2 separate regions of the Mus musculus genome follow, and region 2 is linked to region 1. Evidence: chromatin contacts called from public Hi-C data. All regions are on one chromosome and are shown on one strand. The core of a region is the stretch at or near the end of the contact, and the rest is flanking DNA. Distances in the headings are between cores, read along the strand shown. Region 1 overlaps Abcd2 (ATP-binding cassette, sub-family D (ALD), member 2). Region 2 overlaps CN725425.

Region 1 (6,750 bases), core at 1,662-4,161:
GGTGAAATGGATAGAGTAGAGCAGAGAGGAAACATCCTCTCTAAATTTCTTCCTTCCTTCCTTCCTTCCTTCCTTCCTTCCTTCCTTCCTTCCTTCCTTCCTTTCTTTCTCTCTCTCTTTCTTTCTTCTCTCTCTCTTTCCTTCCTTCTTTTCTCTCTTTTCTTTCTTTCCTCTATCCCTCCCTCTTTCTGTTTCTTTTTCTTTACTATTTTTGGAGACAGAGTCTTACTATGTAGCCCTGGCTGGCCCCACACCATCTTTGTAGACCAGGCTGACCTCAAACTCATAGAGATCCACCTGCTTTTATCTCTGAAGCTCTGGGATTAAAGGTGTGAGTGTGTTACATCTTTTCAATACAAGTTTTGATTTTATAGTCACATTAAAATGTTACTATCTGATAAATAAAATTAACTAAACAATTAGCTGAAATGCAAGAAACTGGATGTTTATTTTTTATAAGTATCAGATAGATAAGATGACTACAGAAAAGAGTAGGAGAAGAATAGGAATGGAATAAATTAACTTAAGTAACTTTGGCTACATAGCCTCAACTCACTTAAAAATGATTTAAAACAGTTTCCTACTCCACTCCCATCTGGAACATCTGAAAGCCACCCTTTCAGAAGGCCAGATCCTGTAGGCAATATGGTAGATTTCTTTTTGCTTACACAGCAAGTGCTCTACCCATTCCTGCCTTACCTCTGACCCTTCACACAATAGTAAACTGATAAGAGCTCGGCCTAAGTCCCAAACAATGAGAGCATGACTCGCAGTTGCTTCAAACTACCCATCTTCTGGTGACTTGTGGTAGCAGCAGTGGGAACTAACAGAGGCAGAGACTCCATAAACCCTATACAGCCTGAGTGGCTCAGCGAGGAACATCAGGCTATCCTAGAGTCTGTCTTATCTAGACAGCAAGGGCTAACCTCTGCAGCTCAGCAGCTAAAAGCACTGGCTACTCTTTCTTTTTTTTTTTTTAAGATTTATTTATTTTTATGTATATGAGTACACTGTAGCTGTCTTCAGACACACCAGAAGAGGGCCATCAGATCCCATTACAGATGTTTGTGAGCCACCTTGTGGTTGCTGGGAATTGAACTCAGGACTTCTGGAAGAGCATTCAGTGCTCTTTTTTTTAATTTCATTTTTATTAGGTATTTTCTTCATTTACATTTTCAATGCTATCCCAAAAGTCACCCATACCCTTCCCCCCACTCCCCTACCCACCCACTCCCACTTCTTGGCCCTGGTGTTCCCCTGTACTGAGGCATATAAAGTTTGCAAGACCAAAGGGCCTCTCTTTCCAATGATGGCTGACTAGGCCTTCTTCTGATACATATGCAGCTAGAGACACGAGCTCTGGGGGGTACTGGTTAGTTCATATTGTTGTTCCACCTATAGGGTTGCAGACCCCTTTAGCTCCTTGGGTACTTTCTCTAGCTCCTCCATTGGGGGCTCTGTGATCCATCCAATAGCTGGCAGTCAGTGCTCTTAACTGCTGAGTCATCTCTCCAGTCCCAGCACTGGCTACTCTTGTAGAGGAGCCACATTTGGTCCCCATAAATCACACAGTAGTTCACAACTGTCTTTAAGTGCCACCAGATTTAATATCCTGTTCTGACTTCCATGAACAACCAGGTCCTCATGTGGTACATGGAAATACATGCAGGCGAAGCACTTATACATATTAGAAAAATTATTTAAAAAAAAGAATTATACTAGCTTTCTGTGTTTTCCTGAGGAGAAAGAAGGCTTTAAATACAAACATGTTTTGCTGACCAAATGTCCACTTGCACTTTCACAGTATTTATAAAGAGTTTCTTTGAGGCTTACACAGTGCATAATTATTTCATAATATATTTAATGAATATTTGAAATAATCATTTGTGTTCCAACTACACATATATACGTAATACAAGGGACCACTTAAGTATCTTTGCTTAACTTGGCACATGATTCAAATATTATATCAGCCTTTAATATCCATAATTCAGTGTGTATTTATTTTAATGCACACACAAGTTCAGGTGGCCATCACTCCCAACTTGAGAATACTTTTCTTGATTCCCACACCCATAAGTCCCACAGCCAGGGTCCGACACTGTCATCTGGCTGCTTTATGCAACTAGTCTGCTTTCTGTCTGCATGAATTTGCCTGTCCTCGATGTTTCAGATGCACAGACTCACACAACATGTGCCCTCTTGTGATTGACTTCTTCCTAATGACAAGTGTGTTTGAGAATGTGCCATGTTCATTTCTAGGGCTGAGCCATATTATAACATTGTATTGTGGGTGTGTGGCACATTTGCTTCATCCATTCGTCTACTAAAGGATATTTCAGTGTTTCCTTCTTTAGGGCATGACACACAGTGGGTATAAAACAGTAAATGGAATTGTGGGGGACAAAGAACTGTCTGGGAAACTGCCAGGCTGCTTTCCAAAATGGCTGTACCATTCCCAGCCACGTTCCCCCCATACGTTTAAGGTTTCTCCTTCTCTTTACTTTCCATTTCCATTCTAACCACACTTTCTTGCAGCAGAACTACAGTTCATGTTCATTTGCTTATGCAATCATCTAAAGCAATCTCATGCAGAAGTATCTTAAATTCACATCTACGAATAACAACGGTAGCACTGGTAGGGCTACTGAGCAGCTGCCACAGGGTGCTCACTATCTACTCAGGACCTTAGGAAAGGGAACGTTTACTGCCTTTAAATTGATGCTAGCTCCGATTTAGCACAAGATTGGTAGATGTAGACGTCCTTCCACCTTAGCCTAACGCATAGATGTTAATGCAAGGAACAGTCTTGTCACGTGGCACAGTCAAAATTACAGTGGTAAAACCACAGCTGTGCACCCAGCTTCTAAAGGCTTCAAACCACAGCCTCGGGAAGGGCTCAGAGTTGATGACATCATCACATATACTTACAGTTCTCTATGCTACACAGCACGGAGCCATGGCTGTGATGAGGCGCTATGGAGAGGTGGTTCTGGGCTATATCCCCACGCTCATTTTTGCAGTACTGTCCCTCAACTCTGAACTTGACCTAATTTGTTTGTAACCTCACTAATTTCATTCCATTTATCATGAGTACAGGATGAGGCAGCTGATTGAAGTAATGAGGCAAGATTGTTTACTGTAACGCAGGCACCGAGGAAGGCCCTCAGTAAGTGACTGTCACCCAATGAAAAGCTTCATTTCTTGCTCGCAGACAATCACTGCACTGAGCACAGGGTCCCCGATAGAGGAGTTAGAGAATGGACTGAAGGAGTTGAAGGAATTTGTAACCCCATAGGAAGAACAACAATATCAACAAACCAGACCACTTAGAGCTCCCAGGTACTAAGCCATCACCCAAGGAGTACACATGGCTCCAGCTGCATATGCAGCAGAGGATGGATGGCCTTGTCATGCATCAATGGGAGGAGAGGCCCTTGGTCCTATGAAGACTTGATAGATGCCCCAGTGTAGGGGAATCGAGGGCGGGGAGGTGGGAGTGGGTAGGTAGGTGGAGGAACACCCTCATAGAAGCAGGAGGAGGGAGGATGTGTTAGGGAGGGGGTGCTGCAGAAGGGGATAACATTTGAAATGTAAATAAAGAAAATATCCAATAAAAAAAAGGGTTCATTTCTCTTGAGTTCTCTAAGTGAAAGCAAAACTGAAAGGAGCGACAGAGGAGGTCTAGCTCGCTGAGGGAGGGCTGGCCTTCCACTCAGTGCTGGTTGATCCCTAGTACTGACAAAAAGTCTTGTAAAACACAACACAACACAACACAACACAACAAAACAAAACAAAACAGAACAAGTGAATATGAAATTACTGACCTTCATCAGAGAGTTGTCTGCTAGCTTTTATCCTATAGTAAATTTTATTAGACATAACATGGTTAATGGATAATAGGTTTCTGTGTAGACTTTAGAGACAGATCCGGTTGAGTACACAAGAAAATACTTCAAGTTTATCTAGATCCTTGCTTTTGGTAACATCTAGTTCACTGATGCAGTTTACAGGGCGTCAAAGGATTCAAAATGCTTAGAGTCATCAGGTGACTTCATTATCACAGAAGCAGGGTAAACCCAAAACTTCATCAAAATATTTAGTACTTACTATTTCTTAATATTTTAGTGATTATTATTATTATTATTGTTTTTGGTCTTTATGAGACAGGGTTTCTCTGTATAGCCCTGGCTGTCCTGGAAGTCACTTTGTAGACCAGGCTGGCTTCGAACTCGGAAATCCACCTGCCTCTGCCTCCTGAGTGCTGGGATGAAAGTCGTGTGCCACCATGCCTGGCTTAGTGTTAATTTTTTTATACTGTATTTTTAATACAGAACTCAGATAGAGAATTAATAATTATATTAGTAGTTAATATGTTTATGTATCATCTTATATATTTATAATATATATTTATATAGATCTATATAGAAATATATAAACCACATATTGGGCATAATATTTATATGCTTATAAAATAAATTTATATATTATATAATTATGAATAAGGCTACATTGTACTAATAATTAAATAATTAAATTTGAAAAACAGCTAATTTTTTCTGGTGGACAAATGAAGCAAAATAATTACAGTACCATAATGTTTAATTTCCTATACAATTTTCAGGGCTCTAGTAGAAATATCTGAAATACATACCCCTGAAATAAATTTTACTCTTCCTGGGAAGGAATTTTAGCAACAGATTGTAATTGTTTTTCTGTGAAATCTTACATATATGCTTATTTAGAAAACTATTAACTCTCATAGTATGAGATTTTAAGGTGAAACCCACCCCAATGACTAAGTTTTATAGTTATTAGTTATTCCAAGCATTTTAGCTACTTAAAAAAATCTGCACTATGTTCTCAGTTTTTCTGTGCTAACATTGAACTATATGTTTTTTTTTATATATAATTCATTGTTAGATTTCTGTGGTTTTTGATTATTCTGTATTTGAATCAAAGGAAGAAAAAAGGGAAGAACACTGAAAAGAACAATTCCTACTTTTGTGCTCAGCATTGCTGGAGCAATCACCCCAAATGATAAATGTTTCCCGAGTTGAGCACAAATAGCTCTAAATAAATTAAAGTAACACGAATGATTTAAATAAACAGAAGATGAGAATTTTAAATTATATAGTTTAACTGGACAACACTGATAAACATTCAACAACACTTTTAACTCTAAGCTATGGGAACTGTACAACTGAAGAGTTGTATTCCACTCCTGTGGCTCTCTGGCCAAAACAAAGGCAGAGCAAATCATCAACACTCACTGTCAGTCATAGAAATATGCACAGGTTGAACCAGTCACGTCACTGTGCTTTCTCATACACAGCACGCTCACGATTTGAGCTTTGAATGCCTAACACCATTCCTAATACTCTTGTGGTTTTTAGCAAAACAACAGCTACTGAACAAAAAGACGGATTTACCACTACGAAAATTATGTCATTCAACTTTTTGTATCTAAAACTTATAAAGCAAGGAAATCAACCTCAGTCTACTGAGCCCTCTTCACTGCTTCAGAAATTTCCTTTAAAAAAAAAAGAGCTGTTAATTGACAGTTATTAATCCATCACAAAGGGGGACTAGGCAGCATACCCAGCACTAGTAACAAAACGGACAGATGGTTCATAGTGTAATATGATGGGCAGATTTGCCAATAGAATGGAAATCTGTCAGCCAGTCATTCAGTTCTGGGGTAAAGCTCATTGGGCGCGTGAATGCTTAGCAAGCCTGAGGCCACAGATTCAACGCCAGCACTACCCACCCTAGGAAGTTTATGGCAATTAACACAATCCTTATAAGTGCATTCTTTCTCTCATTTTTGCTTAGGTTTTATTTCCCAAGACTCAGGGTAACAGATGGGTAGAATTCATACACATTTTGTTTTATGATCATAGGAGGACTGAATCTCTCTCAGACCGTTTGATGTACTATATGGACATGTGGTTTTGAGTAGTAGGAGGATCGGTTAACACTCTTCTCCAGAGAAGTTTCTTCCAAGGAAGAATAGTGAGAGAAGGGACATTTGAAGGACTGCAGGGTAGGTTGCTGAGAAGGGTGTGAAGCGCAGATGTTCCTCTGAGGGTTGCTTAGCTAAAGCAGCATGAAGGGAAGGTTGCCAGTCTGCCCTTCTTCCCTCCTCTTTACATTTTCTATATGTTCTCCAAAGTCCCATTTCTGTTTCCCACCCTGAGGGACTGCTAGTGCGTTGTGAGAGTTGACTAGTGAGGAAACTCAACAAACACACATAACTCTGGCTTTGGGGGCTGTGGCAGCAGCAGGCAGACAGAAACTCACCAAGGCATACGTGAGGGAGTAATGGGCTATAGATTAGTTGAGGAATGAAAGCAAGAACAGACGGTCATAAGCTTATCCTCAGAGGCCTGGGAAGAAGAGAAAATACACCAAGAGTTGACAGGATGATTCAGGACATACCCAAGTGGAAGATGCTTCTAGTGAGTCAGAACTGACCCAGCAGGGGGTGAAGGGCATCAGCCACCTGATTAAGCAGTGCAAGTGACATTGCACAGGACCTTCAGACTCTTGGAAATGCCAGAATAGGTTCTATTTGAGCAAAGCCCCCACATCCTCCCACTCACCATCCTACAGAAGGATACTGCCTAATGTACATTTGAGCGGAAACGTTCTGTCTTCAATCCTACAGATGTTCCAGCTTCTCCTGTCCCGGAAGAGACGGGGCGAGGGGAAATGATTTGAACTCAATTTATACAGAACAACTCTGTA
Region 2 (5,959 bases), core at 1,107-3,606, 86 kb after region 1:
TCTCTAAGTTCCCATGGTCCTATGGTTTATTGCAGTAACAGAAAAGCAATTCAGACAGATATTGGGTCCAGGGAGCAAGCAGAGCTCCCTCTCCTTTGGGAGAAATGTAAACTGGCTTTACGTCCAAGAGGAAAGAGAGACAGCTTGACAATATCTCCTTAACTGTGTCCCACCAAAAGGCACAGCAAGTGCTCCTTTCTGTCCATACAAACTGTCACGTAGCCTTTCAGAGATAAAAGGCACCACACCCTCCCAGCAGAGACATCTGTAGCCATAGTCTCTTATCAGGCTTTATTTATAAGAACCCGGAGTAGAACAACAAAATAAACCCAGTTGTTTAACCTCACTAACTTCCTAGAAATTAAGAAACACCCTGGTTTTAAAAAACGATAAAGGAAACAAAAATCATTAATTACATAGAAAAGTAGTAAATTTACACCAATTGTGTGTTCTGAAGGTGATTTACAATCCTAAGCTCTGACTGTATCTTTAAAAGGAGAAGTAGTAACTGATAGCCAACCTAAAAGACAAAACAAACAAACGAACAAACAAAACAAATCCAGAAAAAGTATAGCAGACTAAATTCTCAAGTACTTTAGTCTCTTGCATTTATTTTCAGCTACGCGCTCCATGATGGAGCGCAGCCTCTCCTTTTGTTAGTGCTGTAGTTCTTAGCAAAGCTTTCCTCTGTTCTCGATGTTTCTAAGCCGAGTGGAATTTCAATTCAGTTGGAGAGGGTTTTCTTTGTGAAGTTGTCTTTATTGAAAGAAAGTAATACAAAGCAGAAGTGGTATAAACAGGCTGACAGTGTAGATATAAATGAATACTGTTATCCCTACTTTGGGTTTTTAAATTTTTGATTCTTTTCTCTAGATCCCAATGGAAAGAAGAGGAATGTGTCCTTTAAAAGGGCAGCCTATGTCTACTGAGAAAATCTGTGAGTATAACTATGTGTTAAGTTTATTATTTTAGAAAAGAAAAAGATAGAAACTGAATTTTAAATGTTTTAAAGGGTTTACCAGTATGTATTTCATAGATATTCTAAAATACAATTCATTAAATTTGTTTTTTCTTTTATAAAATAGTCAACAATGAACGCATATAGTGTAAATTTACAATTTCACAGCTGTAGTTTGAATGTGGCCTGTTGCATTTCCTACTATGGTCCGTAGAGGTCACTATTACCTGTTTTGTTTTTTTTTTTTTTTTTTTTAGTCTGTTTTCCCTTTTCAGCAGATATTCTATTTTGAGATCCGTCCACTCTGTTATTCGTGGCTTTCACGGATTAGTTTTTTTCCTGCCATCCAGCACCGTGTGCATTTACACGCTCTATTAGACTTGTGCATCTTCTGGCGCTGGACTCTGGTGCTGTCACTATTGTGTCCTTGGCTATTCTGACCATTCTTGATAGTTCTGGAACACACATAAAAGTTCTTCTTAGGTATATTTCCTGAATTATCTTAGCTTGTGCTTATCTTGAAATGTTATTTCTCCATCAAGCTCAAAAGATAATCTTCGTAGGTGTAGCAATTCTGATCGACAGTTATTTACTTTCCAAGTTGACGTGAGATGTGATGTTGTTAGTCTGACATTTCTGCCATTGGTATTTTCCTCTTACAGCTTTGAATGTTGCGCTTCTTGTGTGTTTTTGGCATTCTAACTGTGCTACACCCTGGAGAGGTTCTTCTCTGCTCAGGTCCTTTGGGGGCTTTACACCCCCTACCTTTTGGGGTGTAAAGGTAGGGGGTTTCTTTTTCTGGGTTTAGTACTTGTGCTATAATTTTTTGAACAAACTGTTGATGCTGTTTGATTCTCTCTAGTTCATTTTTACCTTGGATTCTTGGGGTTGTCCTTGCAATCATGCTCCAGAGTTCTCGAACATCTTGTCAGGCTCATTGTGCTTTCTCTTTGCATGTACCGTAGGGCATTTGTCTTGATTTGTCTCCGTCCTTGGCATTTTCTCCGTGTGGTCTCAGCTGTTGATGAGTCCACCGAGCTGTTTGTTGTGTTGGCTCTTTTCTTTCCTAATTTTCTGTTAGCTTCCTTCTCTTTCTCCTCCTCCTCCTCTTGTTCCTCCTCCTCCTCCTTCTCTTCCTCTTCCTCTTTTCTTCCTCTTTTTCATCCTCCTCCTCTTCCTTTTCTTCCTTCTCTTCTTTTGTATTTCTAGTTCCTGGCTGAATTTTTCCTCTGTATTTCAAATTTTGCCTGAAGTTACTGATTGGTTTGTCTACTTGTCTTTCCTAATCTGCTGAGTTTGTCTGAACTTCATTTATCTTGTGTGAGTTCTGGTGAGTTGTCTTCACTTGACTCTTTAGGGGGAAGTTGGCTGAGTAACAGATATAGTGATTTGATGACATTCCAGTGTCAGCTTGTACTAGAAATGTGTGCACTTCCCCTTGTCCCCGAAATTCAGACAGACACCATAGAATAGTATGTGTGGAAATTTTACTTTGCAATTTTTTTATAGGCAAGAGGTTTGTTTTTTGTTTGTTTGTTTTGTTTTTGAGGAAATAGTGGGAGAAGGAAAAACAAGCGAGTAAAGTAAGAATGAGAAAGGCTAGTATAAGGGTAAACTATGTTGCAAAGTGGAAAACACAGCCAGAGCAGCCTTTCCTGGAAAATAGGGAGAGACAAGTTAAAGCACAACTAAGAACAATTAAAGCACAAAATGTCAATAGTGGAAGATGAAGTTTAAGAAGTGCCATGACCTGCTCAACTTTACGGATTGCCCTGACCGGCCAATGAGAGTGAAGAACTGACAGCACACATACGGAAACTCTGGAGTTGCATGCAATGAGTGTGCTGATGGAGTGCACAGCAGCGATAACCTGGACAACCAGCGTGGTTCTTAGATACATCTGAGTCAGGGAGGAAGACGTTTGTGTGCAGCTGAACAAGGATGCAGGTGGATCCAGCCTCAGTATGAGGTCTCTGTGGGAAGTGGTCTCAGGCTCTAAATCCCTGGAGGGAGGAAGAAGCTGCAGTCACTATGTTGCTTATACGTGGTCAGTACTGCACACAGACCAGGGGCAGCTTTGTCATTTGCATTGGAGGCCCTGGAGTCCTTGACATGGCTGTGTTCACGCCAGCTGTGGGAGCAGTTCACTTGCTCGGGACTCACCCATTCCCTACACATTCATTCAGGGATTTTTTTTCTCTTTTGACATCCCAGAAAAAAAAGTAGGTAGAAACTGTTATGAACCCAGTCAATATTTCTTCCCAGTTGATTTTATCTGCCTTCTCTTGTCTTTTCCATCAGTCCCTATGGGTGGGAGAGAAGGCTGCTTGCCCTAGTAATTCAAATAAGTCAAGTATGTCCTTTGAGGATTTCTGTGACTGAGACAGAGAGAGTTCCCCAGGCTGTATTTCCTGCCTGCAAGTATGACCTTGCCTCTGGTATTTTAAGCATCTTTACAAAGAAGTAACTCTTTGTGACTCAGGCTCTGAGCAGGTGTGGAAGGCCTGCCAGCCTCTTTCCCTGTGCCACAGCCATTGGAATAGTGCACCAACTTCCTTATTCTTCCTCCTACGGTTGTGTGTACTTTGGCTGGGTAGGAACTCTGCTGAGTAGTACCTCTGCCCAGTGTGCATTCCTAGCTTTAGGCTGTGGTGCCACAGTTGGACTCCTGTCTCTGTTGCCTGTCTGTTTGATCTCGCATGCTGTATGGTGCACCCCCTCTTACCTTCCCATAACCTGAGTCATCTCTCATTTCTGCAGTGCAGGTGAGAGCACGGGTATAGCCAAATCTTGTTTGGATTGAGTCCATGACCATCATGGTGGAGAGGGTAGCAGTAGGCAGGCAAGTACAGCAGTGGCGCAGGAGCTGAGAACTTACATCCGGATCCACAAGCGTGTGGCGGCAGAGTGAAAGAGAGCAAACTGACTGGGAATAAGTTGGCTTCTGAATCCTCAAGACCTACCCCAATGGCACACCTCTTCCTACAAAGTCACACTCCTTGTCTTAGGTGCTATCCTATTGCTGTGAAGAGACACCATGACCAAGGCAACTCTTAGGAAAGAAAGCATGTGACTTGGGGCTTGCTTACAGTTTCAGAGGTTGAGCCAGTGGTGATCATGGCAGGAAGCATGGCGGCGGCAGGCATGGTGTTAGAGCAGTAGCTGAGAGCTCGCCATCTGATCCACAAGCAGCAGACAGACAGAGAGACTGGGCCTCTGAGGTCTCAAAGTAACACACTTTCTGCAACAAGGTCCCACCCCTCATCCCTCCTAAACAGACTCTGCCAGGAACTAAACATCTACTTATGTGAGTTCACCTAACGAGGCCATTCTTATTCAAACCACACACTTCCTCTCTGCAGCACAAGATCATGAACACTTTGAGAGCATGTCCGCTTAGCCTTAGAGACCACCTTAGCGACCTGTGTCGTTGTTGCTCAGGAACTGCTGAAGTGAGCTGTCCCTTTTGTCCTCACACCGTTTCATCCTGTGTTCTTGGTGAGGCCTCGGGAGCCACCATGCTTCTTCTTTGTGGTGTCTGGGATGATAGCGCCTATGCACGTGCTGAGCCTTATGAAGGCAGAGGAGGCGTCGATTATACTGTTATCAGTCATATCAAGTCCTCACTTTTCTTCAGAGATAACTGCCCTGTGGAAGTATAACTTTTTAAAATTAATTTTTAATTTATTTTGTTCTCGTGTATGCAGGTATTAGAGCACAACTAGGTTCTGTCCCTCACAGCTAGCGGAGCTCAGTTTCTGTTACAGAGAGCATCAGTCCTGACACAGGACATGAGTAGCTAGTGCTCATGGTTAATTGCAGTGAGTGAGGGTGACTGCTTCCTTATGCGTTCCTGCTTGGTTTTCATTTCTGCTTGCTTTTCTTGTTGAAAATACATAAACCAAGGCACAAGGTAATGGAAGCTGCCATTGTTCTGCAGTGTTTATGTGTGGTACAAAGCCACGACATACATCCAGTCCCATTCCAAACTTTATTTGGAATTGAAAAGTAATTGACTAAGCAGATACTGACATGCTAGGCGGCATCGCACAGTCCTGACTGCACTGAGATGTCTGCTCGCTAGACAAGCAGGCACCCCATGCCGCAGGCTTCATGAGCTTGGTGCCTCCTGGGTCACACTTTAAGATATTCGCTCTTAAAAATGGTTCATATATTGAAAAGTCAATCCTATTTTCTCTACTCTTATTTTATGTCATTTTGAAATTTAATTTACTTGTGGACACAAATCTTTTAAAGAGAAAACACCTATTTGTCCTGCTAGAAAAACAAGTGTTAAACTTCAAACCTTTAAGTAAGCCTGGCACATTTAACAGCGCCGGTTGCTCAGTCAGTGACACTCGATGCCTTTCACTTTGCTGACGCATGCGTAGCACGAATGAACCTTTCTTTCAGACCTGGAGTCTTCGCAGAGCAGCCAGTCTGCCAGCTACTCTCCTCGGCCGACCGAGAGCACGTTCAGCTCCAGTACTGACTTGGTAAGTCACTGATTTTTGGCTTATTAATGTATGCTATATTAATTTAACATCATTTTTGTCTCTTTTTACTTTAAGAAGAGTTCAGCCAACCATAGAAAAAAAATTACACAAACAAAAGTTATTTTCAAAGTTAAAAATCTTAGGAAAATTTAAAATGTAATGTTAGAAAAATGTAAACAATAAAGTAAAATTAACTATTTGACCAAGTATTAGTGATTTACATCTATAAAGTGAATAAATTTTTATAAAAGTTTCTTATCAAGATATATAAATATACACACACTTGTATATATATGTACTTATTGTATCACATAAATGTATACAGATAAACATAATATATCATTTATTTATTTTTTTAAGAATTCACAATAATTTGAAATGTAGAATAACCAAATAAACACTAAAAACATAATTTTGAGGCTTATAAAATGTGGTAAACTACTCAGTGTTGTCAAAGACTGAAATCTCAGTAGGGTGGCATATGATATTCTGAGTGGAAATTGTC

Evidence for each region. A called contact is a pair of places that touch in the nucleus more often than the background predicts.
Region 2: a contact with region 1 is called in a Hi-C map of bone marrow-derived macrophages, with 3 times the contacts expected there. The contact joins two enhancer-like sites. A contact is called at or near these places in 17 of 484 Hi-C or Micro-C datasets (ECoMG-derived neutrophils, bone marrow-derived macrophages, brown adipocytes and 11 more), 5 of 115 datasets of contacts at active chromatin or transcription factors (the HPC-7 cell line, acute myeloid leukemia, bone marrow-derived dendritic cells and 2 more) and 2 of 9 other capture datasets (adipose tissue and pancreatic islet).

The regions. Positions count from the first base shown.
Region 1 is chr15:91,165,485-91,172,234 of GRCm38.p6, forward strand. All of the region lies in intron 6 of Abcd2 (ATP-binding cassette, sub-family D (ALD), member 2), which reads right to left. Among named protein-coding and RNA genes, the nearest start is that of Abcd2, 23 kb to the right of the region's middle. Within about 2 kb of position 2,912, at least 68 of the 459 cell types and tissues checked have an H3K27ac peak or open chromatin away from gene starts, as enhancers often do. A contact at or near this core is called in bone marrow-derived macrophages and microglia, where this site is marked.
Region 2 is chr15:91,251,990-91,257,948 of GRCm38.p6, forward strand. CN725425 reads left to right here. Exons shown (of 13, transcript XM_030248865.1): 11 at 874-937; 12 at 5,372-5,454. Among named protein-coding and RNA genes, the nearest start is that of CN725425, 56 kb to the left of the region's middle. Within about 2 kb of position 2,357, at least 13 of the 459 cell types and tissues checked have an H3K27ac peak or open chromatin away from gene starts, as enhancers often do. A contact at or near this core is called in bone marrow-derived macrophages and microglia, where this site is marked.